Linked DNA regions of Rattus norvegicus: region 2 is linked to region 1. The links are chromatin contacts, called in public Hi-C maps. All regions are on one chromosome and are shown on one strand. The core of a region is the stretch at or near the end of the contact, and the rest is flanking DNA. Distances in the headings are between cores, read along the strand shown.

What was found. Hi-C and Micro-C count contacts between places; a contact is called where the count stands out from the background.
Region 2: a contact with region 1 is called in a Hi-C map of the A7r5 cell line, with 2.7 times the contacts expected there. The contact joins the promoter of Kcmf1 here to the enhancer-like site in region 1. A contact is called at or near these places in 8 of 12 Hi-C or Micro-C datasets (the A7r5 cell line, the Rat2 cell line, Schwann cells and 4 more) and 1 of 1 datasets of contacts at active chromatin or transcription factors (oligodendrocytes).

Annotation. Positions count from the first base shown.
Region 1 is chr4:106,462,616-106,465,851 of GRCr8, reverse strand. All of the region lies in intron 3 of Kcmf1 (potassium channel modulatory factor 1), which reads left to right. Among named protein-coding and RNA genes, the nearest start is that of Kcmf1, 44 kb to the left of the region's middle. Within about 2 kb of position 1,756, at least 8 of the 93 cell types and tissues checked have an H3K27ac peak or open chromatin away from gene starts, as enhancers often do. A contact at or near this core is called in the A7r5 cell line and Schwann cells, where this site is marked.
Region 2 is chr4:106,506,781-106,510,016 of GRCr8, reverse strand. Kcmf1 (potassium channel modulatory factor 1) reads left to right here and starts at 1,658. Exons shown (of 7, transcript NM_001128192.1): 1 at 1,658-1,769. The coding sequence starts at 1,754.

The DNA.
Region 1 (3,236 bases), core at 507-3,006:
GAACTCACTCTGTAAAGGAGGCCTCAAACTCAGAAACCATCCTGCCTCTGTGTCCTGAGTTTGGGATTAAAGGCATAAACCACTGCCCAGCCCATTTTTGTGTGTCTGTTTGTTTGGTTTGTTTGATTGGGTTTTGGGGTTTTTTTTGGGAGGTGGGGGGAGTGGTTCCCTCCATCATTGTGTGTATCCTGGATATTGAACTGAGCTCAGGTCATCAGGATTGGCAGCACTTGCCCTATCCCAAACCAGACATTCTAAAATTGAATCATAATCAAGAGTAAATCCCTTTATTTTGAACTGCCCAATTCATTATTGTGCCTTTATTCCAGCAGGACTGTAAGTGTCCTCAGACCAATTCCTACTTTGCCATAGGACTTAGGACCCATGCCTTCTGATAATCAGCATTCCTTTGGAATGCTGTAGGGCTGTAAGAGACTCTGTCATCCTAAACAGTTGCTACATCTCACTGAGAGTTGGAGTGGCTAGAAAGAGCGTGTGTACATAATACATTTTGATCATATTTCCTTATATTTTCTCTCATCTCATACCCCATCTCAACCAGCTTGTACTTAATGTTATTATTATTTTTAAATCCAGTAAGTTTCATTGGGGTCTTTAAAGGAATATGGCTGAGGACTGTTTAGAGGGGCATAGGCATCTTACCAGTGGTTGTACCACAGAAGAAAGTGTTTATCCTTCCCCCATTGTTTTAGTTAGGGTCTTATTGTTATGAACAGACACCATGACCAAGGCAAGTCCTATAAAGACCAACATTTAATCGATGCAGGCTTACAGTTTCAGAGGTTCAGTCCATTATCATCATGGCGGGAAGCATGGCAGAATCCAAGAAGACATGGTGCTGGAGAAGGAACTAAGAGTTCTACGTCTTGATCCGAGGGCAGCCAGAAGAAGACTTTCCTCCTTAGGCAGCCTGAAGGGGTCTCTCTTCCTCCCTGGGCAGATATTGAACACTTTTCCCCAACAAGGCCTGATAGTGCCACTTTCCATGGACCATATTCAAACCACCACACCCATCAGTCATTAACTGCTATGAATTCTGAAGGAGGGCAGGGTTTGAGTCCTCCTTCCTTCAGTGGCAGAGTGTTGACAGCTCCAGTCTTTAGCACAAACTAGACTTGTCTAGGGCTGTCTGTGAGAGGGGAGAATAGCAGGGTAGAGAATAGAGCATGTAGGAGAGACGGAAGCAGGAGCAGGGCATAGAGGGAACATACGAGAGTGGAAGGGGCGCTAAGGAGAAGGAGTAGAATGCGAGGGAAACCAATGAGCTGGAGAAAACGAGAACTGGGATGCTCTGTGTACTTTAAAACATAACAGGTACTCATGATATTTATTGAAGGAGCTTGGAGGCTGGCATATATTTTGATACACTGATAGATGCTACAGATAGCCATGAGTCCCTTCTGCTAGAGACAGATGACTCCTTTCGTTAGAGGGGACCTGGCCTCACAAGTTTCTGAGGAATGCTGGCTTATCTCTAACCACCAGAAATCCTCCTGTAGTCCACATGAAGCTCACACCATTCCTGGATGTTTGGGCTGCCTCTGGGGTTTGGGAATTGGGAGTTTCCTTTGGACCTAAGAGTGCCCTCTGATGCCTCCACGTCTTCCCTACCCATAGACAGTGCATGGCGTTTAACTGAGGTCGAGCACATCCACCTCCTTGAGCATTTGCCGTGCCCAAAGAGAAAACAGTCCTTTCTTGTAGCCTCTGAACTATGAGGCATGAGTCATCAGATGCGAATGCTTGAGAGCAGCAACTACAGAGGCTAGAAGAGGGCATTGGATTCTTACTGGAGGGGTGTGGGGGAAGTGGGGGGAGGTGTTTGGTTTTGTAGATGGTGGAGGTTTTTTGGGTTTTTTGTTGGTTGGTTGGTTGGTTGGTTGGTTGGTTGGTTGGTTTTTTGTTTTTGTTTTTTTATTTTTCCTTTTTGAGGCTGGCCTAAGAACTCAAGAAATAAATCCACCTGCCTTTGCCTCTCGTGTGCTGGAATTAAAGATCTGTACCACAATGCCCGGAACAAGCATTATATTACATGTATGTATGTAAGTGTTCATTTGCTGAAGTTAAAGAATTCCTCGAGTTGAGTATAATGGTTCTTCATAGGAACAAATGCAACACATAATCGGTACACATAGATGTCAGGGTCGGGGAGACAGAACTGTAGCTTATTTGACTCAGTGAGAGGGCAGTGTAAGAAGTAGTCAGCGGAGGCCTTGAAAGTTTGTGGTTTTGAAAAGAATGGGAAGGAGACAGCATAATTCATAAGGAAGAGACACAACCAAGATGCATTGTTAAGAAGAAAATAACTGGGCTGGAGAGACAGCTCAGCAGTTAAGAACACTAACTGCTCTTCCAGAGGTCCTGAGTTCAATTCCCAGCAACTACATGGTGGCTCATATCAATTCCCAGCAACAGTGTTTACATATTTAAAATAAATCTTTAAAAGAAGGGGAAGGAGGAGACGGAAGAAAATAACCAACAGTGGTGCATTGGACTAGGAAATAGAAATGGATCTTCAGTGAGAACAGATAGCAGAGAACCACTACAGCCAGAAAGCTGTGCCCTGGTTTACATGTAGACGTTTCAGCTCCTCTACAGAAAAATGGCGTCTCTTTTGTTATGCCACTACACTTGTCTGAGTTCCCTCTGCCTCTGCCTCTGCCTCTGCCTCCGCCTCCGCCTCCGCCTCCGCCTCTGCCTCTGGAGTGCTCAAGGTGTTTGCCACCACTCCCTGCCAGAAATTTCTTAGGAAGGCTGAGAGAAACACATTGCATGGTGGAAGGAACTTAAACTCCTCTCATTATTTTTAAGCTGTACATAATACGCAGAGAAGAAAGTCTGATATGATTGTATTTGGTGGTAGAAAGAAACCAGAGGAAATCCAAACCTGCTTGAGACTGAAAAACAATTGCATGGGAATCTATGGAGTGTGGGGGGTTTTGTTGTTGGGGTTTTTGTTTGTTTTGTTTTGTGAGGATAAGTTTTTTGCTAGCTGGAATTCATGAGTAAGCTTGACAGCCAGTGAGTCCCAGAATCCGCTGTTTCCCCTCCCACCACTAGACTTAGAAGCATGTGGCATCAAACCCAGCAACTTTTCTTAGCATGGGTTCCTAAAGGATCAAACTCAGATCCTTGTGATTGAAGGCACCTTACTGACTTGAGTTATCCTCCTAGGTCCCTACTTAAGGTGTTTTCCAGTAAACAGATAGCCTGTG
Region 2 (3,236 bases), core at 409-2,908, 44 kb before region 1:
TCAAGGACAGGCTCGGGCCTGTCTCAAGACCATACCCAAATTAAAAATATGATCCTTATTAAAAATATCATCAATTACAGCTATAAACGGTTCCTTTAATAGACAGGAATGACCTACTACGTGTTCTCTTGGATTAAACCTAATATTTTTTAAAAACAGGCATATCTTTTTTTTTAGATTTATTTATTATATATAAGTATACTGTAGCTGCTTCAGACATACCAGAAGAGGGCATCAGATCTCATTACAGATGGTTCTAAGCCACCATGTGGTTGCTGGGATTTGAACTCAGGACCTCAGGAAGAGCAGTCAGTGCTATTAACCGCTGAGCCATCTCTCCAGCCCAAAACAGGCATATCTTAAATCATTTTTAATAGTGTAACAAACAGGGTCCTTCCTCTGCTAGCTATTCTACATGCCGAGTTTTGGTACTGTATCTCTCCTCTGCATCTGTTGATATGCTTGTCCTTTTTGAAAGCCACAGAAGCTAAGGCAACCAACGCTTTGTCCAGGTGCCACAGCCAGTGGAGGGTGGGCAAATTAGGAAAATCGACAAAGCAAGCAGTACCCTGGACCCTAGTTTCAGTAAACTTAGCAGGGAACTGTGTTCAATTTCGAGTGTACCCAGACAAAATTAACTACCAAAAGCGAACCAATAAGAGCGAAGGCTCAGCAAGGTTAAGTCACTTGTCCAAGGTTACACCAAGCATATCAGAACCAGAATGCCAGGACTGAACGTGTCTTAACTCCAGGGCGCGATCTGTTCTACCTGCGCCACGCCATCACTGACACGTGGTCAGGGGTAGTCTGAAGTGTTTGCTGAGTTAGTAATGCCCTAAAGAGAAAGTAGACTGTAAGGAGCCTGGGTAAGGTTGGAGGGAAAGACATGCACATACAGAGAAGCAGTCCACGTGCCAGAAGCAAACTAGCCCCGAAGCCCACCAAGTTTTCCCGGCAGCGCATTGGAGCGGGTGGCGGCCCGGCAACCGAGCCGGCTCGCTAGGCCTCGATCTCCCGTAGATCTGGGGACACGAGAGCCCCGGAGGAGTCCCGACTGCCTTTCCCTTCTGGATCCCCGGCTTTCAAAGCAGCACACAAACACACGTCCCCGGGAGGTCTGCGATGGCCTGGCAGCCACGCGCCCAGGCGCTAGGGAGCCACCTCAGGGGCGTTTCGTGTCCTCGTCCTCCCCACGCGCAGCGTGGCGGGCCGCGGCTGGGCTCGGGTGCTGCGAGACAGCGGCCGGGCCGCCGCCAAGCACGGTCGCCCGCCGGCCGCGGGGCCTCAGGGCGGCGAGAGGCGGGGCGGGCGTGCGGGCGGAAGGAGGCGGAAGAGGAGGAAGAGGAGGAAGAGGAGGAGGAGGAGGAGGAGGCGGCGGCCCGAGCCGGGAGACGGGCGGGGGGCGGGCCGGGGGAGGGGACGAGCGGGATTTGCGGACGCCGCGCCGCTGCCGGGAGCCGGCGGGGGCCCGAGAGTGACCGAGTCACGGCGGGCGCCGGCGGAGCCGCGGCCGCGTCGGACCCGCCTCCTGGAGGAGCTCAGGCCCGGCCCCATTCCCGCCCCGCGCCGCCTCCCCGCCGCCGCCGCCGCCGCCGCCGCGGGAGCGCTCCCCTGCCCACCCCGCCCCCGCGGCCGAGCCCGGGAGTCGAGTGGGAGTCGGCCGGCCGGGCGCGGGCAGCGCCGGGAGCCCGCGGTGGGGGCACACTGCAGCCGGGAGCCCGGGAGGGGCCGCGCCGCCAGCGTCTGAACTAGGATGTCCCGACATGAAGGTGAGAGCCGAGCCCCCGCCCCCACCGCTTGGGCCTCGGCCTACCCCGCCCGAGGTCCCGGCGCCGCTGAGGGCAGCGGGGCACCAGCGGGGACGCAGGCCGGGTCCGAGTCGCGGGGCTAAGGAACCCGAGGCGACCGCGGCCCGAAGAGCGAGCGGGAGCGGCGGCCGCAACCGTGGCTTGCGGCCGCGGCCCTGAGCTGGGCCTGGAGCCGGAGGCGGGGCGGCCGGGCGGCCGGAGGCTTTGCACTGTCATGGGGCGGGAGAGGGGGAGGGGAGGCGGCGAGGCCCGTTACCGGCGGGAGCCTGGCCCTCGGGACACATACCGGACGCCCAAGGCCCGGCCGGCCCGCCCGGGGGAACCGCGGGGCCCCGGCGCGGCCTAGCTGCGGCGGCTCCCGGAAGAGCCCGGCGCGGTGGCCGAGCCGGGTCGCGGGCGTGCGGCCGCGACCGGGGAATGGGGTCCGGGCCCCGCGGGCGCGTCCGGTCTCTGGGAGACCGCGGGCGAGCCGCGGCCCCACCTGAGGGCCGCGGCCGTGCGGGTGGGAAGGCGCCGCGGCCCCACCTGAGGGCCGCGGCCGTGCGGGTGGGAAGGCGCCGCGGCCCGGGCTCGGGCAGCCCTCGGTGACTGGAGCTCGCCCGGCCTCGCGGTAGGCCTCGGCGCGTCCCTGGGCTCGGGTAAGCCAAGTTCCCGGGGCGGATCCAGCCCAGCCGCGGCGAGCAAACTCTCTGCTCGGTCACCTCGCCAGAGCGGAACTTGCTCCCGGCCGGCCCCGGGCCCTCACCCGCGTGCGCTGCCCACCGAAGCAGGCTTACAGTCGGGGGCGTTTGGACTTCCGCGGTGCCCTGTGGAAGGAAACACGCTAGGGTTCTGTGGTTAAGAATCAGACCACTCACGTCCCAGCCCCACGGCACAAAGGCACAAGTGTTTTAAGGCCGATGGATGGGCGATGAACTGGTGAAAAATAAGTTAACTCGAATTTACTACCATATGGTTTAGGAAGGGGGAGGGGGTTAGGTTCTCTTTGTTTCACTACAGCAGATTTTACCTTAAAAAGTAGTCTCACCGACTCAGTGAAAAGTTTATTTCAGTACGGGTAATGGAAGATTGTATACGTGACCTGAAAGTATTGTATCCCTTAGATTTTCAAGTCCAGTAAAGGTGTTTTGGAAGTAGAAAAAGTTTGAGGAGGAAGATTCTCTCGCAGGCAGGACATTCTTAGGGAAGTACAGACCTTGGATTTTCTATGGTGAAAAACTCAGTTCAGTTAACATACATTTAGTGAAAGTTTCAGAATTTGCATTTCTAAAGGCAAGATTGAGATCGAACATTTTGTGTTTGGTGATTCTCTAAAAAAAAAACTAACAGGAAAGAAACTTCTTGGAGCATTTTTGATTACTGTTCATATGTTGGACATTTTGAAATAGCAGGGTACTTAATTTAGCCTCAATCAGATGGATGAAAAGA